2 separate regions of the Gossypium hirsutum genome follow, and region 2 is linked to region 1. Evidence: chromatin contacts called from public Hi-C data. All regions are on one chromosome and are shown on one strand. Each heading gives the region's core, a stretch centred on a gene start, on an enhancer-like site or on the middle of the called end of the contact. The rest is flanking DNA. Distances are from core to core; before and after follow the strand shown.

The links. Hi-C and Micro-C count contacts between places; a contact is called where the count stands out from the background.
Region 2: a contact with region 1 is called in a Hi-C map of leaf, with 2.8 times the contacts expected there. The contact joins the promoter of LOC107953035 here to the enhancer-like site in region 1. A contact is called at or near these places in 2 of 34 Hi-C or Micro-C datasets (leaf and seedling).

The regions. Positions count from the first base shown.
Region 1 is chrA07:27,452,207-27,455,414 of Gossypium_hirsutum_v2.1, forward strand. No RefSeq gene overlaps it. Among protein-coding and RNA genes, the nearest start is that of LOC107910009, 4.3 kb to the left of the region's middle. Within about 2 kb of position 1,520, at least 4 of the 9 cell types and tissues checked have an H3K27ac peak or open chromatin away from gene starts, as enhancers often do.
Region 2 is chrA07:27,594,645-27,597,852 of Gossypium_hirsutum_v2.1, forward strand. LOC107953035 (probable protein phosphatase 2C 49) reads left to right here and starts at 1,593. Exons shown (of 4, transcript XM_016888261.2): 1 at 1,593-2,392; 2 at 2,707-2,904; 3 at 2,995-3,208. The coding sequence starts at 2,225.

The sequences.
Region 1 (3,208 bases), core at 270-2,769:
AATGCGCTAACATGGTCGGATTCATAATTTTTGGAATAAGAACAATGTGAGTACGATTGATCTCTGATAAAGAAGTGCCTCCATTAAGAATATCTAGACAAAAGGAACCAACATCTTGGCCTACAATATGCCAATACTTCTAATAGAACAAAGCGAGTATACTATTAAGACTCAAAGCTTTAGTTGGACCAATCTTTTTTAGCGCAACAAGAATCTTCTCCCATTCATATTTTGATGATAAGATCCTGTTTTGCTCCTCCGTTATACACTGTCTCATCCCTTCTAAAATATGATCCAAGTTGTTAGAACCTTGAGATGAGAAATGATCAAAGAGATAAGTATTTGCTATATTTAACATACCTCATTGCTTCGTTATAGTCCTTCCGTCCTCACCTTGTAACCCCTTAATCTAATTTTTTCGAGGACGTTGAAATGCAAATCGATGAAAAAATGTCGTATTTTAGTCCCCTAATTTCAGCCAATTAGCTTTCTCCATTTGCTCCTAATAACATTTTACCTTGTCTATTTCCAAATTAAGTGTCACTTTTGTATCCAAAAGCTCCGTAATATTCATATCATCTCCGATCCCCAAATTCAAATTACCTAATTTTCTCCGAAGTGTTTCTAAATTACCCCTCTTTCTCTTTTTCAACGAATCAGCCCAGTTCTGCAAATCTAAACATAAAAATTCCAGACGCTCAGGAACAGTCCCCCATTGGCACTCCATAATCTATGAATCTTAAGCTCACAAAACTTCTCTAAAGTCCACCATGATTCAAAGCGAAATTTCTACCGTGGTTTCTCCGTATCCTATTGTTTAGTAGTTAAAAGCAATGGACAATGGTCAAAAAACAAATGTGTCAAATGGAAAAGAAAAAAGTCAGGAAATTTCAACCACCAAGTCGAGTTCGCCACTCCTCTATCCAACCTTTCTCTAATGTTGTTTTCTGCAAAGTTCCATTTTTCCCATGTAAACCATAATCCTTCATATCCCAAGTCTTCAAGCTGACACGCAATCAAAATATCTCGGAACTCCTTCATACGCTCTTCCTCCCATGGTAACCTACCATTCTTCTCATAGGAATAAATAATCTCATTAAAATCTTCCTATACTATCCAAGGAAAACTTTGATCTTAACCCAACATTTCAAGAGATTCTAAACCTCTAACCGCCCTTACCTCAGGAGAGCCATAGAAACTCGTCATTATTCATTTTCCCCATCTGATTTTTCTTGAATCTCCACATTTATGTGATGCTTTGAAAAACTCTTTAAACTTACAGATACATCTCCATTCTATCCCAAACAAATCCCACCTTTCGTACCTTCAACTGGTCCATTAATTTCATTGTAAAACCCACATTTTGTATGAACACCCTCCATCTTTTGTGAATCCAACTTCGTCTCCATATAGAAGACAATTTGGGGATAAGTAAGTTTCAGCATATTTTGAAGCCTTCTAATTACTCGCGGACTCCCCAACTTGCGAACATTCCAGCATAAGAGTTTCATTGCTGCCAATCAGCTTGCCCTATGGCAACCATCGATAATTCTAAGAGAAGAGTCTGCATACTCTCTTCAGCTACCATCAATGCATCTGAACTACCAGAACCATTAGTAGTAGAAATCATTTGTTTAATTCACGTTTTGCCATTGAGACCTGCTGTTGGATTTTCCTCTAAATTGTGTATCGTCAAATCCTGTCCGTGCCCAATTGACTAACCTAATCGCTCTCTACTTTCCATATTCAGATTACCTTTCAAATTTATACCTAAGACTAGGTTAACTTGATTTTTATAATCCGATAGTATAGTACCCAGAGAACCTTCTGACTTACCATCCTCCCTCAGCCAAATACTCAGCGCCATAACCGCCCTCATTGTCTGAGCCCATAATGAAATATCCCATCCCATATCTCTCTCTTGGAAATTGTTATTCAATTGAACTAGACAGAAGTTATCCCCATGCCCCGACGGCCACATAAGAAACAAAATAATATGAGTTTCTCATATTGGAATTTCACATAAATAAATTTACTAGGAGAAAGCTGAAGTTACTTTTTTCGTTTTAGTGGCAAACGTACATCAATCTTTACCCGAATACGCATATATTGTTTTACCCCTCTAATAAATTGCCTTGAATCATACTCTTCAAACACCCTAATAAAATTACCAAACTATTTTGCAACCACTTCAGAGAAGAATCTCGACGAAAGATAGTGGATTTGAACCCAAAAAAATGAATAAATTAACGCAATTTACATCGGATCTTCATTCCTTTCCATATTCTGAAAAACCAACAAATGATTATTAAACATCCACGGCGCACCATTAACTACTTGATCGTTATCCACCCTATTATAAAATCGAAACAAATAGCGTTTCTCCCTCAAATCTGAGATCTACACCCCCAAAGAGTGCCATAGATTTGCCAACGTATTCCTCATTTTCAGGAAGTGAACAACATTAGCCGTAAGAAAGCATCTAACAAAAAAAAAATATTTGGGCCTGCACCTTAACTCTAGCTTGAATCTGCCATACTTCATCTTCTTCATTGTTGATATTCAAACCCTTCATTGCGTTTTCCATTGATCAAAGCCCTTAAGAATTCAACGTTAAATCCAACAATTTGTTACTTTTTCATTTTTTTAAAAAGATAAAATAAAATAAAAGAACTCTAAAATTAAAACTTAGAAACCAAGAAACGTGCCACAATAGAGCAAAAGAAAAAACATAGAAAATGTGTCATATTGGCTAATTGAATTTACACAAATTTAATTTAGACATCCTATTTTTTTTTAGGCGTAAGCCAAAATTAGCCTATAACGTTTGGTTATCTGGTCACTTTGGCCCTCTATATTTTTTTTGGAGCACTTTGGCCCCTAACGTTTTAGTGGTCAATTTGGTCTATTTTTAACAGACATGCTGACGTGGCCATTAGTTGATTAACGACATTGATTTAAATTTTTTTATTCCACCAAGGCGCCAACACATTTCATACCTAATTAAAATTAAAAATAATTAAAAAAAACAATTGAACCAGATCTTCTAAAAAAGCCCAATCCTAAAAACAAAAAAACTCTTGAACTAGTTAATCAAAAGAGAGAGAGAGAGAGAGAAGACAATGAACACTAACTCGAGAAATTAAAAAATTTGTGTAAAAAAAGATTACCCAAAGGCTGTTGCAGAATCGCATTTGATTTTGGATGA
Region 2 (3,208 bases), core at 343-2,842, 140 kb after region 1:
AAATATTAAATAAGGATATTGACGGAGTTAATATTTGGATGAATTGAAATTTGGTTAGTTAAGTTAGCTGAAATTGTGTTTAATTAAGGCCCAATGACTAAATTGTAATGTCTAATCGCTATAGATTTTTAATTAGAAAATTGCTTGGAGAGTTAAATTACAATTATTCAAAGTACCAAAATGGTTAATAAACCATCACTAAAGACATTTTAATGTACAGTATCATTATATGCCAATTAATATTAAATACTTTAATATTTGTTTAGTTAAAATTTAGTTAATTAAGTTTAATTAATAAGTTAATGATGTATAAATAGTAAATTTAACAGAAGGAAAGAGAAGATACTATCATCTTCTTCAAAACCGTGAAAACCAAATTGTAAAAGAAAGAAGAAAGCTTTTAAGGTTCAACCATTCGACCATTAAATTGGTATGTGCAATTAAATTCTTTTCTTGTAATTTTTATAGATTTAAAGCTATGGGAGCTTGATTTAGGTGTTAAATTTTAAAAACTGTTAAAATTTTAAAAATATATTCGCTATTGGTTTCTTGAAGAATTAGGTGTTAAATTGATAGAAATTAAGCTTAGTTTAAGAAAAGGACTAAATTGTAAAGCTCAATTGTTAGTTTTGTACATTAGGGACCAAATTGAATAAAATGTAAATTTGACATGAAATTTTAATTGGAATAAGAAATATGAGGTCCCTAGTGAGTAATTGTTAAACCGAATTTCAATCCGAAGCTTTAAATTGGAATTTATGTTTGCCTCGGGCTTAGGGACTAAATTGATTAAATTGTAAAATATGCTTGATTTTGTGATTAGTTCTAATTTGAATGAAATTTGATAATATTATGTGTTTTATGATTTTATTTAGCTAAAGTTGACACGAAACTGTTGAGAGGGAAAGGAAAATCGAAAGTTGAAGATGAATAGCTTAGAGTTTCAATTTGTATCTCTATGATCCGAGATCAATCTAATTACTGCATATTCATGACATTATGCATTATATAATGTTGAAGTGAGTTGTTAATGGTTATTAAGTTGAAATGCTATGGTTGAATTGAATATAAAGACAGAGATTAAATTTAATAGAATAGAAAGTTGTTTGACTTAACTGATATAGGAAATTGGTGTGAAATTAAGTTGAATTATGTCATAATATATATAATGAAATGATGAATTGGTGTTGAATTGAGAATGATGGCATGTGAATTAAACCATGTAATGAAATTGAAAATTGATTACTCTATTAATTGTATAGGTTTATGCTTTGGTATATTCGATGATGCACTTACATGTCAATATATTAGCTTCGGTTTATTCGATAATGTACTTACGTGCTAGTATAATTACTTTAGTTATCTGATGATGTACGACGTGTGCTAGTATAATTGATTCAATTTATTTGATAATATATTGTGTGTTAGGATAATTGCTTGAATTTACATAATGATGCACTACAATGCTAGATTGAAATACAAGGCGGTGGATCCGTATATGGGTTGATTAATAGGATTACAAACGAATGAGTTGCTTAAATGATATGCGAAGTAACGAGTAGTACAAACCAACAAAAGTCATATAAACAACCGACGAGTCCATAGTTTCCCAAGGTGAGCAAGTTTGTTGTTTATATTTTACTCCAAGTCAAATTTGACAACCGGTGGAAGCGTGGAAGGTACGTGAAGGATGAATTGGTCATTTTACCCAACGACGCAAGGCATTCGGCAAAGTGCTTGCTTTAAAACACAAAGAAAAATAAACAAACAAACAGTGTGACGCGTCGACGTAAAAACTACAAGAACTTTCACGTGTCCGTCAAGCCAAAGCTGCTTCCTATTATGTTGCGTATTTCTGAGATTGATTTTGATTTTATTATGCTTTTAGTTGGGTAGAATTTGCAAATATGCTATAAGCCTATACCGATGGATATATTCAATAAAATCATAAGGCTGTAAGGCTTACACGCGTCAATCAACAGCAACTTTTAAACCCGTTGCTAATTACATGTCCATCCCCATTTCCGAACTTATTTCAGTTTAAGCCCACCAGCACCAAGTTTGATCAATATTTTTGCTGACCCAAAAAAAAAAAAATTCAAATCAACCGCGAGTAAGGGAGGAAAAAGAAAAACCCAAATCGTTTTAATCTGAGTTTGAATAATTTTGATTTTGTTGTGGCGCTTTTGCTTTTTGTTTATGGTAATTGTCTGAAAGTAGAGAGATGGTAGCTGAAGCTGACGTTGTTTGTCACCAGAGCGTGCCGGTGTCGGACGTTCCCTTTTTTGTTAAAGGAAGTAATATTGAAGAGATCGATGAAACTCTTGCGATTCGATCGCCGAAGTTCGGACAAGTTCGTGTTGCTGAGTCCGATTTGTCCTTCTCTCAACAGGTTACTCTCTCTCTCTCTCTCTCTCTCTCTCTCTCTCTCTTTTCCCCAACTAATTTTTTCTAGTACGGTTAGAAAGTTTTAGATGGAATATGTTCATAGCATAGCTTTGGGATTCGTAGATTTTATGTTTTCGGGTGTTTTGAGAAGGTGTTAAACTTACAAGCTCTGGTGAATGGAATCTAGGGAATGAAAAATGAATCCTTTAGGTGCTAGTAAATGTATTATTAGTTGCTGTAATCTCAATTTAAGAGGAGATCTACTTGGTAGATTAAACCTTAAACCTTTTACCAGATGAAAGTTTTTTCCCATTTCAGGATGCGAAATCTGTAGAAAATGTCCCGGATCCATGTGCTGAATCCACCATTCTGCAATTTTTACCGTGCATCCGTTCAAGTAGTTTTGCCGACATCGGACCGAGAAGATACATGGAAGATGAACATATTAGAATAGATAATTTATCATCACATTTGGGATCCATTTTCAAATTTCCAAAGCCTAATGCGTTTTATGGGGTAATTACTTTTCGGCCAATGTTGCTACTGTCTTAATTCGATGATGTTGTACGACTTGTTAACTAATTTCTGGTTCTATTTTGTATGCAGGTGTTTGATGGTCATGGCGGTCCTGAGGCAGCTGCGTATGTTAGGAAACATGCACTTCGATTCTTTTTCGAAGATGTCAAATTTCCCCAGACATGTGAGGTTGATGATGTTTTCTTGGAAGGGGTTGAGAACTCGCTCCGGAAATCATTTCTTCTTGCAGACCTTGCTCTTGCAGGTGATTGTACGGTGAATAGCTCTTCTGGGACAACAGCAC